Regions from separate parts of the Mus musculus genome. Here region 2 is linked to region 1. Evidence: chromatin contacts called from public Hi-C data. All regions are on one chromosome and are shown on one strand. Each heading gives the region's core, a stretch centred on a gene start, on an enhancer-like site or on the middle of the called end of the contact. The rest is flanking DNA. Distances are from core to core; before and after follow the strand shown.

Evidence for each region. Hi-C and Micro-C count contacts between places; a contact is called where the count stands out from the background.
Region 2: a contact with region 1 is called in a Hi-C map of the G1E-ER4 cell line, with 3 times the contacts expected there. The contact joins two enhancer-like sites. A contact is called at or near these places in 3 of 484 Hi-C or Micro-C datasets (the G1E-ER4 cell line and adipose-derived mesenchymal stem cells) and 2 of 115 datasets of contacts at active chromatin or transcription factors (T-cell acute lymphoblastic leukemia and acute myeloid leukemia).

What each region holds. Positions count from the first base shown.
Region 1 is chr1:69,240,512-69,244,547 of GRCm38.p6, reverse strand. No RefSeq gene overlaps it. Among named protein-coding and RNA genes, the nearest start is that of Erbb4, 130 kb to the right of the region's middle. Within about 2 kb of position 2,602, at least 95 of the 459 cell types and tissues checked have an H3K27ac peak or open chromatin away from gene starts, as enhancers often do. A contact at or near this core is called in the G1E-ER4 cell line and T-cell acute lymphoblastic leukemia, where this site is marked.
Region 2 is chr1:69,511,380-69,515,458 of GRCm38.p6, reverse strand. No RefSeq gene overlaps it. Among named protein-coding and RNA genes, the nearest start is that of Gm28497, 82 kb to the right of the region's middle. Within about 2 kb of position 1,763, at least 63 of the 459 cell types and tissues checked have an H3K27ac peak or open chromatin away from gene starts, as enhancers often do. A contact at or near this core is called in the G1E-ER4 cell line and T-cell acute lymphoblastic leukemia, where this site is marked.

The sequences.
Region 1 (4,036 bases), core at 1,353-3,852:
TTTGTCCAAGCCTTGCTTCGGTTTTAGAAACAGAGTCTGGGTCTTATCAGCTCAGCGTGATTTCTAGCTTGTGATGGCCCTATCTCAGACTCCTGACCACTGAAATTATACGTATGTACCACTATGCCTTTCTCAAGTACACACAGTTTTTATTCAGGTGAATCATACTGTTCCATACGTATCATTATTTACTAATCTTTAGGAGGTAGAAAGTGCTACAGGGATCACTCAGTAACCAGTAGAATATGAGTGTGATTCCAAGAATTCCTGAAAATGCTGGGCTCCGAAGCTTAGTTCTGTGGACGTGGAAGTAAGAGGATTTCTGGGGCTCGCTGGCCAGGCAGTCTAGCCTAATGGTGAGTTTCAGATCAATGGGCGATCCTGACTCAATGATACATGAGATTGTCCACATGCATGACATATGTGCACACATAGAAACAAATTCAATCACATGCATTTAAAAAGATCAGCAAAGGAAGCAGTTTTTAAGGTCTGGTTATGTTGCTTTAAAAATATTCATTTCTTACTGCTAATTTGTGTTTCACTTGAAATAAATTTGATAACTGGAAAAATGTAGCAATGGATCATTTCTACGATGCTGGATTATATAATTCTGCCATTAGTCCCTATCTTGAAAGAGACTTTTGAATGACTATAACTTTCCGTTGGACATTGAGATGGTTTGTTTGCTTTGAAGAATTACGAGGCAGAATTCTGAACATGGTTTGCTAAATATTTTGCTTGTGGCCCGAGGAAGCAAAGTCATGAGTGCTATACTCAAAAGTTGAGATAGCTTGGTCTTGGGAACATTTTTATTATGTATAAAAAAAACATTCAATCCCCAAAGACTTTTTACTTATATGAATTATGTCAACTTGTATTCACTGTCCAATTAAAATGAGAACTTTAAAAACTATGACAATACACACCATGCCCTGGGAACTCCATGTGTGATGTTTTTCATTCTTTCCGGTTAACAAAACTTGCACCCATCTCCAGCATGGGCATATGCAATGACCCAGTCCCATGCAGCCAGATTAGTCTCAGAATTATATTTTACCACCCTGTCTAATATTGGCAGATTTATTTTACCACTGTGCTTGTATAATTAGAAAAACTATTGTATAAGAAAGAGCTTCATATTAGGGAATCCTTTTCTTAAAAATCAGGAACTTGGGTATGACATATGTGTGTTCATCATGCTTATTTTGTTAGCTTAATTATGTCAAATAGCTTACAAAGACATACAAATGAAGTATTTTTCCTTCATACTTAAAAAAAACTTGTTCTTATTGAGTGGAATAACGAAGCCTGAAATCCAATTTCCAAGTTTTTATAGCTCTTGAAATTATACCTCACTTCCTAGGAAGATGAGTTCATAGCATGTATTAGGTGAATCTCACCACACTCTGCGAGACCTTGATGCTGACAGGCAGGAGGACAGGTTGGCTATCCATTCATGGCGAGGTTGCATGTTGATTTTGGCACTTGAGGGGATTTGAAGATACCAAGTCTTAAACCACCGATATATGTAGAACCTGCACAGATAGACAGGCACTAAGTACCCATAGAATTCAGAGACCCGGGAGCTTAGGGTCCAAGTTGTTGTCTAGAGAGAAGCCATTCTTCCTGAATGAGATAACCCCAGATTTCAACACTGAAGTTCAAAGGTGACTTAGCTGTGTCACACTTGAACGCTATAACCCTCCGAGAAAAATCTCACTAGGCATCACCAATGAACAACACTGGTATACTAGATTTGCTTAAATTCTCCACGGCCTCAGCCTCAGCTCCTCCTTCACCACCCTTTCCCAGGCATAGGATATAGGATCCCTAGACAAATGTGTTAGAGCCACACTGTGTGCTGATGTGCTAGGAGGGTATGTGTGTGTTTGTGTGTGGGGGTGTGTTTATGTGAATTATTTCAATTATGTTATTTCCTGAGATGGCTTCTGCTATTTTCTCTGTTTTGTATAAGTAGAAAACAGAGATAAGGAGTGGAGGTAACTTGCCTAAGGTGACTGACACAGCTTGTGAATAGAGGTACTGGAAACTTAGTGTTAGTAGGAGTAGCTGGGGTGTGTGATGTCAAAGAGCCAGGGCACAGGTTAACATTTTAGGTGAAAGATTAACTCTCTAACAGTGATTATTAAATGTTTTGGGGTCTTCTATTCTTTTGGGGGGGGTTGTGAAGAAAAGTGGTTTTCTTCTGGTCCCTCCCATCTCAAAACTCAGCCCCTCTGACCTACACTCACTGTCAGGAAAAAGCTGTGGCCATCTCCTGGGACCGAGGTGAAGGATTTTCTAAGTATATTCTTCAAAACGTGTCTTAAAACTAGAAATGCAGAATTATCCTCCACACTGTGACTCAGAAAGTCCAGACCGGCACAGTCGAGATGAGTAACGGCTGCTCCTCGGAAGGGGCTGGTGAACAGGTTGGAAATGTTATTTGTTGAGACTTTTCTACTCGCCATTGTGCTCTGTGTGGAATGTGCACGGCTTCTGGACCAGCCAGCTCCGCCTAAAATGGCTCTTTGAAGTGGGAGGTCTTTATGACAGAAAAGGAGATGACCACAGAATGAAAAGGATTAAGGAATAAAAGATCAAGAGTGTGCACGGCGCGCTTCCGCCACCTTGTGGACAGAGATGTCTTTGCATGTCTGCTGGGAACACCAAACTGTTTTTCAAGATTTTACTTTGTTTAAAAGAATTAAATGAAAGGAATATCTAAATATTTTCACATTGCCCACATAAGTCTGTTTCTTTTCAAAAATTAAATCATGTTTATTTAATTATTTATTATCCATTTATCTGTTTATTGTGTATGTGTGTAAGGGCATGTGTGTAAGCCACAGCTCAAATATGGACCATAGAGAAAAACTTATCACAGTAAGTCCTTTTCTTCTACCATGTGGGGCCTGGGGAACAAACTGAGGTTTGGTGACAAGTGCCTTCAACTGCTGAGCCATCTCACTGGTCCATTCTCCAAACACACACACACACACACACACACACACACACACACACACAGACAAACACACACACACACACAGACACACAGACACACAGACACACAGACACACAGACACACAGACAAACACACAGAGAGAGAGAGAGAGAGAGAGAGAGAGAGAGAGACTTACATGGTGTCATATTTTGATGACTTACATATTCTCTGTCATTAAAATAGTAATAATTATATATTTGCATCTTAATTCTATTCTGGTCATTTATGTTACTTTTATTTTTAAAATAGGATAATTAATCTTTCTACCACTCAACTTTATCTGTGAAAGGAATAATTTAAGACAATGTAATTTATTATATAAATTATGCATACTGTCTTATGCTCAGGAGACAGTATATAATTGTGGGCAGTATCCATAGCTTTATCATTTTTATTTTAATATTCATTTAAAAAGGTAATGGATACATATGTTAGGGTGTCATGTACTGCTCATGACAGAGACATATGAAGTTCAGGTGAAGCTTCACACAGTTGCTGACATTTTCAGATAAAATGTCATCTAATCCAGTTTTTTTTTTGTAAATTTTGTTCCATCTTTGTCAGAGTGAAATATTTATAGTGTTTAAAGAATTACATATTCAAGTTCAAGATTAGAAACATGTTTATTTCCATTTAAAATGATAATATTAGATCAGAGTATATACCAATCAAATATAAAGGAGAATTGTGTGTACATTTGTTCACACAAACACATGTGTATGTATATGGTATGTGTGTGTGTGTGGTGTGACGGTATGTGCCACGGAAGCGCAGAGAAAGATCTCAGGTATTTGCCTTATTCCCCTGAGATGGGATCTCCTGTTGAAACCGATATTAACTGTTTCTCTGTCTCCACTAGCATGGTCAGACAGTGAGCTCCCTTGGTCTGCTTCCCTCAGCTGCCAATGCTGGCACTGTGGAGACACGTGGCAATGGCTGGCTAGAATTTGCACCTCGTGTCTTCATGCTTGTGTTGCTAACAGTTTCTTTTACCCACGGAGCAATCTTCCCAGCCACGTGGAAATCTTT
Region 2 (4,079 bases), core at 514-3,013, 270 kb before region 1:
GTAAGCAATTACAAACTGAAGGCCTAAATGCTGATACACACCATCGCAGGAGCTCACACATAGAGCATGTGCTGTCTTCTGGATGCTTCCAACCCAGGAAGATTGCTGTTAACCATTAAGATGCTGAAGTGTAGCTCTCACAGTGGATGGCTTCTGGGGGCTGGGAAGGACACAGTTTTCTTTAAGGGGCTGGCCATTGGGTATATAGGCAACATAAAATGCACTTGATGGTCGTTTGTTTGTTTGTTTGTTGTTTGGGGTTTGTTTGTTTGTTTGTTTGTTTTGAGGGGAGGTAGGTCGTGAGGGAAGAGAGTGAACTTGGGAGGAATTGGAAGCGAGTGTAATCCAGGTGCAGTATATGAAATTTTGAAATAATGAATCAAAATGTTATTTGAAGAAAAATATCTTCAAAACTATTAAAATTCCTGCTGCACCACAGATCAACAGACTAGCCTAGCACGGGAGGTTAGAGGAGAATACATACATACATACATACATACATACATACATACATACATACATGAAAAACATTCTGGAGAAAGAAGTATCCTGGCAGAGCCTTCTGGACATTGCTGCTGGGCTCAAAAAAGCACCCAACTGCCTTGGGAATTGCCTGAGAATCACAAAGAAAGTGAACTCAGATGCCAGCTAGTCTAAAAAAGCAAAATAAGGAGGGTCATACGGTCTGGAGACGGCCTCTTCCCACACATCATTTATACATACTTGGTATTGTGTCTAATCTAAAACCTCTTGGTTGAATTTTCTTCTAAATATAGATTATAAACACTAATCCAGGAGTGGATAGCACTCATCTGGTAATACTTCCCATGTGCTAATCTTCTCCAATGATCAATTAAATCTACTTGAATGATGGATGGCTTCAGAAATGAAAATCCACGACAATGAAAAAAATCATTTTAACTTGCTGCAAATGATGGTAAAAACTGATTTATAGCTGGAATTTCATTTTGAATTTATGTTTCTGTTTAGACAGAAATGCTGAGTAGTTCAGAATAAAATCCCAAAGAATTATGTTATCTTTGCTACCAAGTGGCTATTTTAGACCTGTGTCAAGTTTATTAGTTATATAAAACAACCCATCACACACAGTTAGCAATTCCAGGTCGTAGAATGGAAGTGGGAATAACCATAATCTATTCTGTTTTGTTTTATTTTGTTTTAAGGCCTTAAGATGAAAACAGAAGTTTAAGGAGACAGAGTGTATGCTGCATATACATCAAAGTAAAAATAATAGTGATTTAAAAGGACAGTAACCGTCCATATCATTTCCTTCAGGCTTTAAGTCCATCCCATCCAGTTTGTCTCAGCAGTTTAGCCTCTGATAACAAGCCCCTTCTGGCCACCATGACATTCTCGATAAGTAAGGTCTCACAAATATCAGAAATCCACTCACGTTATCTAAATCGACCTGCCTAGCACTTTCCAAAGTTCAAATACAGACAGGACACAAAAGAAAGAGGGACTGACCGCCACTTCAGCTGTGTGCCAGGACTCCTGCAGCTCCCCACCCCCACCCAGACTTCCCTGTCCTCTTTCTGCTGCTCTCCCACCCCTCCTCCCCATCCTAGGCTATAGACAAACAAGCTCTCCAATCTACTTCTTATCAAGATGGAAACAAGGCCAGACCTGCTCTGCTAGATAAAATGCTTTGGCTTCTAACTGCCTGGTTGCTTATCTTTCATCTTGCAGTGTTAACCATAACCCCTTTCCTGACCTGCTCTACTTCTTGTTTTTAGATGAGCAGCAAGGCCTGGGGTGGGGGGTGGGGGGCATGCTTAAATGGACAAGTTCACTCTCCCAAGTCTCTCTTGGTTCCCTTTTGAATCTGTTCAAACCTCTTTGTGTTTGAGGTGCCATTCTGAAAAGATCAGAAACCACACAGCATGCCCCGTGTGATTCGCTGTGTTTCTCATTCTCTCCTTCTGACTTTGACTCTTCCACATTATCAAACTGTTTATATCCTTCTTATGTATTGAACTTTTCATGTTGATGCCCCACCCCAGGGGCAGTGAAGGGGTTTCCTGAGGAATAGTTAATCATATAGAGTTACCTTCCCTTGTATCTTGTCTGTCTAGATCATAATGCGTGGAATGGTTTTCTCATCCGAGCTGTGAGTCTTACCTAAGTTCTCATATTTTCATACAAGACACTGCACTTCCTGCCCTTTCTTGAGCAGAGACAGGGAATGACATGTGGGGCTGGGCAGTCAGACCATGTCACTGGTCCATGCGGGTTGTCTTGCTGTGTAAGGTTAACTGTGTCATGGTCCTCAGTCTGTCCTCGTTCTTCCTATGTGAAGCAGAAAATGAAACTGGCCTCCTTTTGTTCTGGAGAATCCTGGGAAGCCAATTGGCGCCTGTATTTTGAAATGACAATGAAGGTGAACTGTGTAATAGTGCACAGGACCCTGGTGTTGTAAACATTGTGTTCTGGATTATGACACCTTTATCCCATACAAATTTATGTACCCAAACCTGCACAGCCTTGACAATCTGGGAGTCATTCCAAAAGAACTGGAGCTCCTTGGAAGGGAATATTCTGCTATCACGAGGTGTTTGTTTGGTTTTGATTATTTTACCCTTTTGCACTGAAAACTTAGCACTTGACACAACAGAAGGATCACTTACAGAGTCCTTGCTCTGAGTCAAGCCATTTTTTTCTGTTTTCTTAGCTCAGAAAGCACTGCACCTTAGAATCTCACTGCTTTCATTTGCTCCTTTGCATATTAGGAATCTGATTGACCTTCTGACACTGGCTGCTTTGCGGTGCCAGCCTGACTCTGTTGGTGAAAGAGCGATACTGAACCCGGTATGGAAATGTGCAGTATATGCTGGTGTGTGTTAACTGCTTTATTTCATCTCAATGAGGATAAAAGACCAATGCCTGCATTAAAGCAATGGCATCATTCCAGAACAATGAAGTGAGATGTCTGCAGTTATCTATGATGTCCCCATTAAAAAAAAAAGAGTTATTCCAAGTCTAGAGCAGAACATTCTGGAAAATTGGAAGGCAGCAGATATATTTCATAGTATATATCCTCTTGTATCCATAAGGATGGTTCAGAGAATTCTTTAATGTTTATTACCAAATACTTATTAAGAAGTGTGCTATCTTTCTTACTTTTCCTACAAAATATCATAAGCAATCAATGTCTATGTGCAAATATATCTGGGGGGCAGAGGAGAGAGAGAGAGAGAGAGAGAGAGAGAGAGAGAGAGAGAGAGAGAGATTGAAACAGAGAGAGACAGAGAGAGAGAGAGGGTTGCAGAAGACAGAACCTTCGGCTTTCCACCTGCTACCAAGTGTTCTGTCAATGAGCTGAGCTATAGACCTATTTTTGAATTGAGTTTTCCATGGTTCAAACCTGCCACTAGCAGGTTCTCTAAGGAAGAACTGAACTTATTGCACTTTGAAAAGGTTGGGAGGGGGCTCTTTATCAAATCGATACTTCAGAAAACCCTTCTGCCTTTGCCTATGGTCAGGAGACATCCTCTTTCTTACCGCCACTTTTCACTACACATTTACTTCCCCTATAATAGCTCCTCAAATGAGCAAAGGGGTAATGATAGGTTTAAATTAAATTATTCACTGCCAAATGATTGAATAGCTTTCCAGCTCACAGAGACTCTGAATAGACTATTCAGAGTCTCTGTGAGCTGGAAAGAAAACTTAGAGTAGCCTTGAGATCAAACTCTGATGATGCATACACAGATTTCACGGCCTTGCTAACATCTCATTAAATGTTCCTGAAAATCTCCATTTATGAAGGAAATCGTGTGTGTGTGTGTGTGTGTGTGTGTGTGTGTTGTTTTCTAAATAGCCTGGGCTGGTGCTGTAGCCCAGTGGTTGAGTACTTGCCTATCTCATAGGAGGCTGGAAGTGAGTGTGAAGAATCAGTTTAACTGGAACTCGTTATTAGAAGAAAGAGAAGAGAAATGAAAACTAAGGTGGGAAAACTTTAGGCCAGACTATGACTAAAGAAATAACTTTGGTGGAGGAAGAAATATTTATGACATGGATTGGAGGAGTCTAGAAGTGGTTGCTCAGTTAGACATATA